Regions from separate parts of the Sus scrofa genome. Here region 2 is linked to region 1. Evidence: chromatin contacts called from public HiChIP or PLAC-seq data. All regions are on one chromosome and are shown on one strand. Each heading gives the region's core, a stretch centred on a gene start, on an enhancer-like site or on the middle of the called end of the contact. The rest is flanking DNA. Distances are from core to core; before and after follow the strand shown. Region 1 holds the start of KLHDC2 (kelch domain-containing protein 2). Region 2 holds the start of RPS29 (40S ribosomal protein S29).

The links. HiChIP or PLAC-seq counts read pairs in DNA pulled down with a chosen protein or histone mark.
Region 2: an H3K27ac HiChIP or PLAC-seq map of skeletal muscle shows a contact between it and region 1. The contact joins the promoter of RPS29 here to the promoter of KLHDC2 in region 1. A contact is called at or near these places in 1 of 5 promoter capture datasets (liver), 2 of 47 Hi-C or Micro-C datasets (fibroblasts and skeletal muscle) and 2 of 2 datasets of contacts at active chromatin or transcription factors (alveolar macrophages and skeletal muscle).

Annotation. Positions count from the first base shown.
Region 1 is chr1:179,604,066-179,610,411 of Sscrofa11.1, forward strand. KLHDC2 (kelch domain-containing protein 2) reads left to right here and starts at 4,961. Exons shown (of 13, transcript XM_001925208.7): 1 at 4,961-6,346. It overlaps KLHDC1 (kelch domain-containing protein 1), which reads left to right. Exons shown (of 12, transcript XM_021101387.1): 12 at 1-1,491. The coding sequence ends at 151.
Region 2 is chr1:179,453,942-179,460,432 of Sscrofa11.1, forward strand. RPS29 (40S ribosomal protein S29) reads right to left here and starts at 2,906. Exons shown (of 3, transcript XM_021101317.1): 1 at 2,746-2,906; 2 at 2,416-2,515; 3 at 982-1,079. The coding sequence starts at 2,807. The coding sequence ends at 1,071. It also overlaps LOC102723301.

The sequences.
Region 1 (6,346 bases), core at 3,711-6,210:
TTTAGAAAGTCAGATATCTTTATTACCTCCGAAACTTCTCCAACAAGTACTCAAAAAAATAACATTTTGGACTGCAGCTAATCACCGAGAAGAACAAAGGGCCCAAAAAGAAGAAACCGAAAATAAGTATCAGTGGATCAGTGGCAATTAAGTTGTTATATATTCTATACATTTAATATGTTCAAACATTGTAATCAGACTGTATATTTACCTCCCTCTCAAATTGGAGGCTTTATTTAGAGGATAAAGTTTGAAACAAAAATTCTATGTTAAAGTGATTTTATGGCATGAGATATGTAGGAAGATGTTAATGGCAGATTAATTTATATTTGTAAATCAATTTCCTAATAAGCTGCAGAAAAAATATACTTTCTGAAAGTAAGTACAATTGTAAGAGACTTTAACTCACTGTGTCCTCTTTACTGGAAAGGTGATAGAAATTTGAGGAGAATAGGAAATTACCCCCAAGGACTTTATGAATCCCCCAACATAGATATATAAAAACATCTCCTATCAACTTTCAGAAAGAATAGATTTTTCTCAAGTCACTTTAAAATTACATAAAGCTTTCCATTAAATAACTCAAGTGTTTAAATACCGAATATAGCTGGCCAAAATGATAAAACAGGCAAACACCAGTGTGGTATTAAATATTGAACTCCTACCTACCTTTTATCACTTACCTAGTAAAGTATTCGTCCTTACCTTTATTTGAGTAGGGGACTAAATGTCTTCAACTGTCTTTCTGTGACCATTAAGTTATTAGTGCGTCCAATTTTGTATGTATATAAAGACCATGTTTGAAAGTATCTCAAATGGAGATTTATTTATCATACAGGCTTTGAAATATTGAGACACCTTAAAATACATTTTGCCTTGGAGGAGTACTTCTAAAATAATTGTCAACAAATTGTGAAGTGGGATAAGTTACTAATTTGCCTTTCTAGAAATTCCTCAGTTTGGCCCATACCATTCTGCAGAGTTGGTGCTCAAGACCCAGATATTCAAAACATGTTATTTTCCCATTTGTTTTCAGTATTAACTGCCTATAAAGAAATGGAAAATGAATATTTATCTTTATATTCCTTAAATAGTACTTTTGTCATAATGAAGAGATTGTTCCTTATCACAGTCATACTCATCCATTGAATTACTAATAACAATGAATTACTAAAAATCTCGGTATATAAAATTACCCTCTAGCATACCACCACACGGGGTGTCTCTGAAACTTAAAATGTTAGAGTAAATATATTTCTATATTGAAATATATGTATAATTTACAATGAAAATTATAGTAGTTTATAGAGCTCCTAAATTTTAGAGATATATTTTATATATATGTACTGTATTTTGGATGTGTAAAGCTTCTATTTATGTATTGAAATATTTTGTGTTTACATCTTATTTATTATACCAACTATATAGAATTACTATTTTCCTAGTATTGTTAGTATGAACCAGTCATTAGAATTGATTGTGCAAACCATATTTCAGTGTAAGTTTTCATTTTTTCTTACTGTTTTTATGCTGAATAACAGATTTAGAAAGTGAATCTCACAGGTAATATGCATCTGAGAAGTAATTATTTTATTACTGTGAACCTCAGCATCAGCATTTTCTACAGAAAAGAAAATCAAAATATCAAAATCTAATAGATAGTAACAGATGCCAGTGAGTGGAACACTTTTTTCTTTTTTTTAAGGGCTGCACCCACAGCATATGGAAGTTCCCAGGCTAGGGGTTGAATCAGAGCTAGGCAGGTGGCTGGCCGATACCATAGCCACAGGAACGCCAGATCTGAGAAGTCTGCAAACTACACCACAGCTCATGGCAATGACTCATCCCCAACTCACTGATCGAGGCCAGGGATTGAACCTGAATCCTCATGGATACTAGTCGGGTTCATTTCTGTTGCACGACAGCAGAAACTCTGGAATGAACATTTTTTAAAATGGCTTCTGGATTATGTGAATACCTTCTCTAGCCTCTTAGAACAGCACTTCGTTTTTTTTTTTTTTTTTTTTTTTTTTTGTCTTTTTTGCTATTTCTTGGGCCGCTCCCTCGGCATATGGAGGTTCCCAAGCTAGGGGTCTAATAGGAGCTGTAGCCGCCAGCCTACGCCAGAGCCACAGCAACGCGGGATCTGAGCCATGTCTGCAACCTACACCACAGCTCATGGCAACACCGGATCGTTAACCCACTGAGCAAGGGCAAGGACCGAACCTGCAACCTCATGGTTCCTAGTCGGATTCGTTAACCACTGCGCCACGACGGGAACTCCAGCACTTCAGTTTTTAAATGGTTTATCTAAATATTAAAAGTTAGCCCCCTCAAAACACACACACTCACTTAGGCTTCAAGAGAATGAAAATCTATGTATAATCCGTGGCTCATGAAACTGGTGCTGTTTTTATTTGACTTAATATATTGTTGCTGCTTCAAAAATTTCTATGTTCTGAGGTAGCCCCATAGTAGGAGTGACAGGGAATTCTGGCCTGATCTTCAGTTTCCAAAACTTGGCTTAAACCAGGGCTTCCCTGATGTTAGGAGCAGTAGAAATCTGAGAGCCAGCACAGCCGGTTTTCAAGATCCCTAGTCAAGGGTGTTCACTCCTCACGTGTTACCACTGATGCTTTACTTTGTGTTGACCTGTGCAGTGGGAAGGAGTCCATGCAACCACAGTCTCCTTTCTCTCTGAACTCTCCTTTATGGGTTCTCTGAAATGTAACTCTAGAGGATTGATGTTTTATTTTTCAGGTGGTTTACAAAATTAGTTTCCAGACTGGTTCTCAAGGAAAAAGAATTTCTAGCCATCTTTATAATGTCTATCAGGATATTCTTCCAGTTGTCAGAAAGGATTCTTTTGAGGTATTACTACCATGTTTAGAGTGATACAGTAATAGCATACCTGGAGTTCCCATCGTGGCTCAGTGGTTAACAAATCCGACTAGGAACCATGAGGTTGCGGGTTCCATCCCTGGCCTCGCTCAGTGGGTTGAGGATCCAGCGTTGCCGTGAACTGTGGTGTAGGTCGCAGACATGGCTCGGATCTTGCATTGCTGTGACTCTGGCGTGGGCCGGCGACTACAGCTTTAATTAGACCCCTACCATGGGAACCTCCATGTGCCACAGGTGCAGCCCTAGAAAAGACAAAAAGACAAAAAAAAAAAAAAAAAAAAAAAAAAAGTAATAGCATACCAAAGTTAATGTACTTTTTTTCCAAATAGTATCTTTGCATAAACACTTTTTAAAAAATTATTAGCCTTTTGGTAGAAGCTTAAGTTCTTTAGAACTTCATGCTGTCAGCCTAGGAACAAAGTGATGTTTTCACCACTTTGTACATTATTTATATGTATGTATGTGTGAAAGAGAAATAATATAAAATAAACTCAGCAGGCTAGAATAATTTTCAAGGTAGTACATACTGTCTGAAAAATTAAAATTTTGGAGTTCCTGTTGTGGCTCAGTGGAAATAAATCTGACTAGTATCCATGAGGACGCAGGTTCGTTCCTGGCCTTGCTCAGTGGGTTAAGGATCTGTGTTGTGGTGAGCTATGGTTTAGGTCGCAGACATGACTCAGATCTGGCGTGGCCATGGCTGTGGCTGTGGCCGGCAGCTTCAGTTCTGATTCGACCCCTAGCTTGGGAACGTCCATAGGCCACGGGTGTGGCCCTAAAAAGAAAAAAAAAATTAAAATTTTGACTTTAGAATATTTCAAAGGAAAAGAATCGGTTTTAGAAGCAAATAATACCCCTTCCCACCTTTTTTTCCATTGTATTAATGTGAGTCTGTTGGAATTTCCTGTTTGATGAAGTTACTGTATGGTCCACCATGTGGGTATAGCAAGAACATTTCTTCTACCCATGCAATGGACTGAATATTTGTATCCCCACAAAATTCATATGTTGAAACCCAAAAAGACCCCCAATGTGAAATTTTCTGGAGGTGGGATATTTGAAAAGGTAATTAGGTTTAGATGAGGTCTTGAGGGTGAAGATCCCATGATGGGATTAGTGTCCTCCGAGGAAGGGAAGAGACCAGAGCTTGCACATGCTCTCTCTTCCCACCCTATGGAGATGCAGTGAGAAGGCAGCCACCTGCAAAGCCAGAAGAGGGCCCTCACTAAGAACCAAAGCTGTCAGCACCTTGATCTCGGACTTCCCAGCCTCCAGAACTGTGAAATGTCTGTTGTTTAAGCCACCAGGTCCATGGTATTTCATTATAGCTTCCTGAGCTTAGACACGCCTGAAGTCCATAGTTTACATTAAGGCTCACTCTTGGTGGTGTACATTTAATGGGTTTAGACAATTGTATAGTGATATGTATCCACCTTTATAGCATCATACGTAATATTTTCACTGCCCTCAAAATCCTGCTTTGCTCTGCCTGGTCCTTTCTCCCTCTGACCTCACCCTTGGCAACCATGGATATTTTACTGTCTTCATAGTTTGCCTTTTCCATGTTATATAATTAGAATTATATCATATGTGCCCTTTTCAGATTGGCTTATTTCACTGGTAATATGCATTTAAGTTCCCTACATGTCTTTTCATGGCTTCAAAAGATGCCTTATTTCTTTTCAACACTGAATAATATTCTATTGTCTGAATGTACTACAGTAATTTTTTATAATTTTCTACATAATCATGCCATCTATGAACAAAGGCACTTGATTTCTTCCTTCCCAACCTTTTCCCCCTTTTTGTCTTACTGCATAAGCGAAGACATCCAGTAGGCTGTTGAAAGGTAGTGGTGGGAGGGGATGTCCTTTCCTTATTCCTCTAGTTTCTCATCATTAAGAATAGTAGTAATTGTACATTTTTTGTAGATGTTCCTTACGAAGTTAAGGAAGTTCCTCTATATTCCTAGTTTGCCAAGAGGTTTGTTTTTTAATCATGAATAGGTGTTGGATGTTATTAAATGCTTTTTCTTTCTTTGTCTTTTTTTTTAAGGGCTGCACCTGTGGCATATGGAAGTTCCCAGGCCAGGGGTTGAATCAAAGCTGCAGCTGCTGGTCTACTGCCACAACCACAGCAGTGCAGGATCTGAGCCACATCTGTGACCTATACCGTAGCTCATGGCAATGCCAGATCCTTAACTCACTGAGCAGGGCCAGGGAGGAAACCCATGTCTTCATGGATACTAGTCAGGTTCATTACTGCTGAGCCACATCAGGAACTCTTAAAAGCATTAATAGATGCTTTTTCTGCATCTGTTAATATGATCATGTGATTTTTCTTCTTTAGCTTGTTGATATGATGGATTACACTGGTTGATTTTTGAACACTAAATCAGCCTTGCATACCTGGAATGAGTCCCATTTGGTTATAGTGTTTCTTTTTTAATTTTTTTGATTTGATAATACTTTGAAGATTTTGCATCTATGTTCATAAGAAATATTGGTCTGTTGTTTTCTTGTGATATATCTGTCTGGTTTGGGGATTAGAGTAATATTGGCCTCAGAATGAGTAAGAAGTATTCTCTTTGCTTGTGTCTTCTAAAAGAGATTGTAGAAAACTGGTATGGTTTCTTCCTTAAATGTTTGTTAGAATTTTACCAGTGGACTCATCTGGGCTTCCTGCTTTGTTTTAGAAGGTTATTATTGATTCAATTTCTTTAATAGATATGGGCTTATTCAGGTTATCTATTTTTTTCTTAGGAATTTTGGCAGATTGTGTCTTTGAGGGAATCAGACCATTGCATCTAGTTTATCAAATATGCAGGCACAGAGTTCTTCATAATATTTATAATACTTTTAATGTCCATGATATATGTAGTGATGTTCTGTTTCATTTCTGATATCAGTAATTTGTGTCTTTTCTTCTTAGCCTGGCTAGAGGTTTATTGATTTCACTATTTGAAGAACCAGCTTTTGGTTTTATCAGTTTTTCTCTGTTGATTTCCTGCTTTCAGTTTCATTGGTTTCTTTCTTTTCATCATCTCATTATTTTTTTCCTTCCGCTTATTTTGGATTTAATTCGCTCCTCTTTTTCTTATTTCCTAAGATGGAAACTTAGATGGTTGATTTTAGATCTTTCTTTTTTTTCTAACATAGGCACGCAATGCTATAAATTTCTAAGTACTGCTTTTACCCACCCTACAAATTTTGATAAGTTGTAAAGACACAGGCAGTGCTAAGGAAGAAATTTCAGGCTTAGAAAATTTTAGCGAGGAAGGCCATTTGTTGTACCAAGTGTTCCTTCTACATAGCAGTCCCAGCGTTATGATGAGCAAGGGAGAGGAAAATAAAGCACACTCCTCTCACCAAACACATCCACGTACAGATGCACCATTAGATCAGAGATTTAAGATGTAGTCTAGCCTAACTACATTTTGCAGGTG
Region 2 (6,491 bases), core at 1,656-4,155, 150 kb before region 1:
AATATTAAATCAAAAATAAAAATAGTAGTGCTTGCAATCATATGATTATCTTTGAGAACAAGACGTACAGCCTCTAACCCTAAGTGTTTTATTAAGAATATTAACATTGAAGTCAGATTTGAGTTTCAGTCCAGTTTTAATCCCTTTCTTACTTGGGAAGACTTTGCAGAAACTGCTTAATCTCTAAATTTCAATTTCCTCAAAATTCTAAGACTTGAAAAAAAAAAAGGCATTTAGCATGTCTGGCACATACATTTTAAAATATAATTATCCAATCCCTAATATAAAAGATACAGAAAACCACTTGACCATACCAACCTTCCTCCCCACCACAGGGTCAGGATTGGATAGGCAATGTTCCCCTTCAGACATCCCCTCAACAAAGAATACAGGTTTTAAAGGAGCAATCACCTAGGACTATCCCAATAGAGCAATGTCCATCTCTTCCCCCAAATTCTCATAACCAAATTAAACACACGGCACAAAGACACCTGTGTAAATCAATTATGTATATGCCTCCCCCATCTTCACCTAAGAAACTTACCTCTGCTCAGCTGGCAGTTTCTCACCCACTCAATCTGCAACATCACAGAAATTTTTTCCTACCTCAACCTTTTTTCCCAATATTCTATCCACCTCATTCTGTTCACCCTAAATACACTTCCCCAGCAACACTATTATTTTATTAAAAAAAATTTCATGGTCATACTACTGAGACTCAGAGTTAGTAGAGGTGGATTTACCATGATGTTCTTAAAAACCTAAACTTCAGTGTCCCTAACCTCCATGAGCTCCTTTTAAGGCTTTAAGAGGTACACTAGCAATGTGTTTAACTGTTTAAAATTTCACAGCTAATTTAACCACCATCAGTTAAGACGCTTTTTTCCACTTCAGCTTCCATTGGCACTTTCCCTCCTGTTGGATGACACTGTAGCAATCGATCTTGATACTGATATTCCATTCACACTAAAACACTCATAATTAGTATTTTTAAATGTTTATTTTATATACAAAGCACTAACATTGTTTCTGCATAAGGTGGATGTCCTGGATGACCCATTCAAGGAAGCTTAGTCCAACTGGAAAAAAAAAAAAAAAAGGCAGACAGAAAAATGAATTAATTCAAAATGCTTTTAAACGTTTTATTCTCAGAAAAATGGCTCACTATAGAATGAGTTTAACCTGAAAATCTGACCCACCCAAAATATCAACATCTAAAGATTTACTAAACACCTACTTCAAGTTGCTCCACACATCTGTTATATTTTAGTCAGTGAATTTCATTATTGATATTCCCCCTTCTATGCTCAAAGAAATTACCCACTAGAAAAACACTGCTACATAAGATGGTCATTAAGTAACTAATCACATGGGTAATATCTTGGTACTCAATGTGTGCCAGACACTATTCTAGGAGCCATTCATAACTCATTTAATCCTAACATCTGAGAAATGGGTCACAAACTTAGTGGACTTGAAGCCACTCTCTCATCTGTGTTATGCTACTGACAAGTTATTTAAACTTCCACACTGTAACACAAAACATGTACTTGTTAAGCATTTCGTCCAAGCCAAAAGTTTAAGCTCAAGATATTTTGCCTCTGTCACATAAGTGTCACATGAACAATTATTACCCACAGTAATTCACCAAAATAAGAACACTTTTTTGGCTGCACTCTCGGCATGTGAAGTTTCTAACCAGGGATCAAACTTATGTCACAGCAGTGACACCACCAGATATCTTTAAGCAACTGAGCCACCAGGCAACTCCCAAGCACATATAGAGAAGCAGGTTCTACTTAATTACTGAGGCCTAACTATGAATCAAAAGGCCAGAGATGCAGCTCAAAGACCCAATAAGAAATGTTTTCACCTCTGAGCTTCATATATACATTAATTTTTGCAACAATACTGCCATTTAGCTTCCACAGGTAAAACCTTTGCTTCAAGACACGTGACCCAAGTCATTATGACTACCTGCCTGAATCCTCAAAAAACATACATGGCCCCAAACCTCAAGCTCATTCCCCTACATGACGCTAACTCGTAACTCAACATTTCAAGACAGTGGTCAACTCATGTACTTTGCTTAAAAATAGCTAGATAGGATTAGAGATCTAATGTTGAATTTTAGCATGGTTTCATAAAAGTAAATAGTTTTATACACACTTTACACGGCACCTCGAACTGGCGAAAATGGTAAAATGGGATTACAAAGACTTCTTTTAAGGCCTTCACTGCATCCCCGCCATTCTATTCACATGGCTGCCACAAACCCTGAACAGTGTCATCCTCTACCAAGAACAGCGCTGCTAACTAAACGCAGAAAACGTCATTGGCCGAAAGCCCACACCAAGGAACTACCCCTTGTTGGCCTCTCCCAGAAATAGGAGCATGCGGCCCGCGGACGCATACCTTGATGAAGCCAATATCCTTCGCGTACTGGCGGAAGCACTGGCGGCACATATTGAGGCCGTATTTCCGGATCAGACCGTGCCGGTTTGAGCAGACTCGGCTGCAAATAGAAAAAATTAACGCAAGTCGCAGAAAGTAAACAATTCGGCACTCAGAGAGCCACCACCCACACTGCTGGTCACCAAAGACCCATGAGAGGCCTGTAATGGCGGCAATCAAGCTCCGATTCCGTCTCCCCCCACGCGCAAACCTGCGGGGCTCCGCCATTCTATTTCAAGCAGCGTCGCGCCCCAGAGGAACCCTTCCCTGAAGCGACATTCTGTTTCTCACCAAGAGCGAGAACCCTGACCGAATTTTCTTGGATGGCTCCAGTAGAGCTGCTGGTGACCCATCTTGCTCTCTCGGCTGCAACGAGGCAAAAGGACAGACTTAGCGCACGCATGCGCTCTTCAAAATTTTGGACACAGTTTACCCAGAAGGCAGTGCGGACCAGTGACGCGTGCGCAGTGTGGCCACGCTGTTCCTCGGGGGTGGGAGTGAAGAGGAAGCATGGAAATAGTCTGGGCGGGCCCTGCTGATGACGTCACCACACCGCAGCCTCTAGTTTTGTCTTGCGCCTTCTGCCACCGCCGGGCGCGGTGGCGCGCGCCTGTAGTCCCAGCTACTCGGGAGGCTGAGGCTGGAGGATCGCTTGAGCCCAGGAGTTCTGGGCTGCAGTGCGCTATGCCGATCGGGTGTCCGCACTAAGTTCGGCATCAATATGGTGACCCTCCGGGAGCGGGGGACCACCAGGTTGCCTAAGGAGGGGTGAACCGGCCCAGGTCGGAAACGGAGCAGGTCAAAACTCCCGTGCTGATCAGTAGTGGGATCGCGCCTGTGAATAGCCACTGTACTCCAGCCTGGGCAACATAGCGAGACCCCGTCTCTTTTGGAATAAATTTTTCTTTTGAACCCTCAAATAATTGATCTCAGTATTCTGCTATTTTCCTCTTCAGAATCCTTCACATTTTTTTAAATTAAAGTCTTAAACTCGTAAAGGAAAAAGGACGTTTGCCTCAACTCTACACTGACCCCTACTGGGATAAAATAGCAAAAAAACTTAAAATCAACTGTAATAACTAGGAGTCAACGGTAGGAGTTCCTGTTTTTAAACAGAATACGTTTTCAAACTTATTTTTAATTGACACACACCATTCCAGAAAAATGACATGAGACTTAGGATGTTTAATATTTCAGTGTAGTTAGTTAAGTTTAAAGTTAAGAAACAAGTAAATATCCAATGTATGTTGCTTTGACCAAATGATCTGGTAACAAAATAACTAGCAAGAATCACACGCCTTCTAATAATCTGCCGAAAAAGTCTCTAAAATCCACGTGGTCATTTATAATGTCTGTAAATAAACGAAAAATTAAGTATGAATCTAAAATAAGAGCTTTAACTAGAAATATAAAATGTACCACAGGGTGCAAAATATAGGAAACTTTTATGCATGAATTCTTACATTAGAACTGAAACACTACACCTCTTAAAGGTACGTTATTTCAGGATTATGAAATTCCCCATCCAAATTGGGAACTTTTTTACATAATGAAGGAATCAAGTCAGAGACTGAAAAACCAGATATGGCTTGATCCTGCTCTCAAAACAAATGTAGTGAGGAAAATAGTATTATTACCTGAACCCTTCCTTTCATTTTGTCTCTCTCTCTCTCTCTCTTTTTTTTTAAGAGCCCTTTCTTCCAGATTCAACTTCTGCCACTCAGTGACACGTATACAACTAAATAAGCAATTCGTTCTGGATTTTTCGTTTTGTTTTTTTGTTTCTTAGGACATTTTATATTAAATGACAGATGTACTAATAGACTACAAGAGGAGAAAGAAAGAGATTAATTCCAGCACGAGCTTCACTTGAGGGGTCTTTGAAATACACTATATGTGAAGAGTGGGGTTTACACATGATGGAGGGAAGAAATAGTGAGAGGAAGAATTTGAGGTCAAGAATGGAGTTGGAAAAAGCTTGGGGAGGGTGAACAACTTTGAGTTAACTAGAGAGGAGTCCAAAAGGCTTAGTGATAAGATTGAAAGGGGATTTTAACTTAAAGCCCAGCTGTAGAGGGTCTAATTGTCAAGCTTCTACAGTTTACCTGGAATCTTTCATTGATGGGTAGTTTCCAAAACCCATGTGTCTTTCAAAAGCTAATCTCACATTTGCCTTCTCGGATCTTTCCTGCTTGGTGGTCTCTGTAATTTTTAAAATATTACAATGATTCTGAGATCAATCTCATAAATATTTTCAATACTCTTTAATATATAATCCTTTGAGCCTAAAGAAGTGAACTCATTCAAAAGTGGGGGAAAAAACACCCACAAACAAAAATCAATTAGTTACACTTGAATAATAACAATCTCTTAAACTATCTTGATATTCAAGTTGCTCATAATTTTTATTCCAGTCACAGTTAAAATAACATAGCACCATCCCTCTCCACTGATGGAATTATCGATTTCTTTTTCAATAAGAAAGCTGAAAATATAGCTTTAAAAGTCCATTTTAACCCAGTGTTTACAAAGAGCTTTCAGCTTAATCCTATACTCTTCTTACAGGTTCTTATTACTCTTTTGTATTTGGCTTTTAAATACTTATTTTAGAACATTTTCCCCAATTATAATACATACTGAGTCTTTCCTTCTTTCCTTCCTTCCTTTTTCTTTAATACAATGAAGTACAAAGAAGAAAAAATGTACCATGATATTCTAGTCCACATAAGCCCTATTAATATTTCCTTTTGGAAAAAAATACTTACAAGATTGAAACAGTCTAACAGCACAGAGTATATACATTATTTTTTAAATTTAAGCACATCTGAATGATCTGCATGTTAAGACACCATTATTCAAGATATCACCTATTTTGTTCCTTAAATTAGTCTCAAAATCATTGTGATTCTACATCCGGAATTTTTCCATTTAAAGATCTACATCTCTCTTGAGCTAGCTTCAATGTTAGAACCTTTATATATGTATAAATAAATATATATATATATCCATTTCAACATATTTATATTTTAGGATTCTGTGGTGAAGAGACATCTTTGGAAATTTAATTTGGCAGCAGGGTGGATAGTGGATTGTTGTACTAGCCTCATAACTGATAGTGCTACCTATAGGCTTGTTCTGCCTCCAAATTAATCTCTTCACTGACCACAGTAGCCTTTCTTAAACTGACCTAAATTTTATCTCCTGCTTGAAAATTTTCAATGGTATTCCAGAACTTTAATATTAAAAGGATCTGATTTAGAAAAAAAAAATGCTTTCATCATCTGGCTGCTTTATACTCTTCTAATGTTCGAATTTAACATTTATTCCATTTTGAATAATTATTTGTTTACTCACCTCTCCTAAACAAAGTAAACTCTTTTTTTTTTTTTTTTTTTTTTTTTTTTTGCCACACCACGGCATGCAGAAGTTCCTGGGCCAGAGCCACTTCAGTGACAATGCTGGGTCTTTAACCTGCTGAGCCAACAGGGAACTCACTCATCTTTGCCTTTTAATCATCTAGCATGGTGCTGGCATACATAGGGAACACCATAAATATTGAAGAAATGTGTTGAAATAAGAAGACTTTCTAAGTTCAGAAAAAATTTTGGAGGGAAGTAATGCAGTTCTGAACTGATATGGCAATACTAAGAATGAAAAGGTGGGTATTAGGAAATCTAGTGAAAACACAAAACATGACCAATGAGTGTCAACAGGGTCAAGACAGCATTATAAAAGCCTAATGCTTAGGTGTATACTGGATAAGAATTTAGCGTTATTTAGTGTAGATGAAGTTTACCATTAAAAAAAAAACACAACTCCAAGATCTGGTCCCAATGTACTAGGGCAGACTGATCTACACTATCCATAGACTGTGATTTCTCTCTTTAAGAATATGACATCACTGTGATTTACTGGATTGAGCCCACACGAGCTACAAACCTAAATGAGTAAAGTGTACTGTGAGCACAAATTAGGGAAGCCAGAGATACTCAATTACTTGTTGAATGCTTGGCATGCACAGAAACCTGGGGAAATAA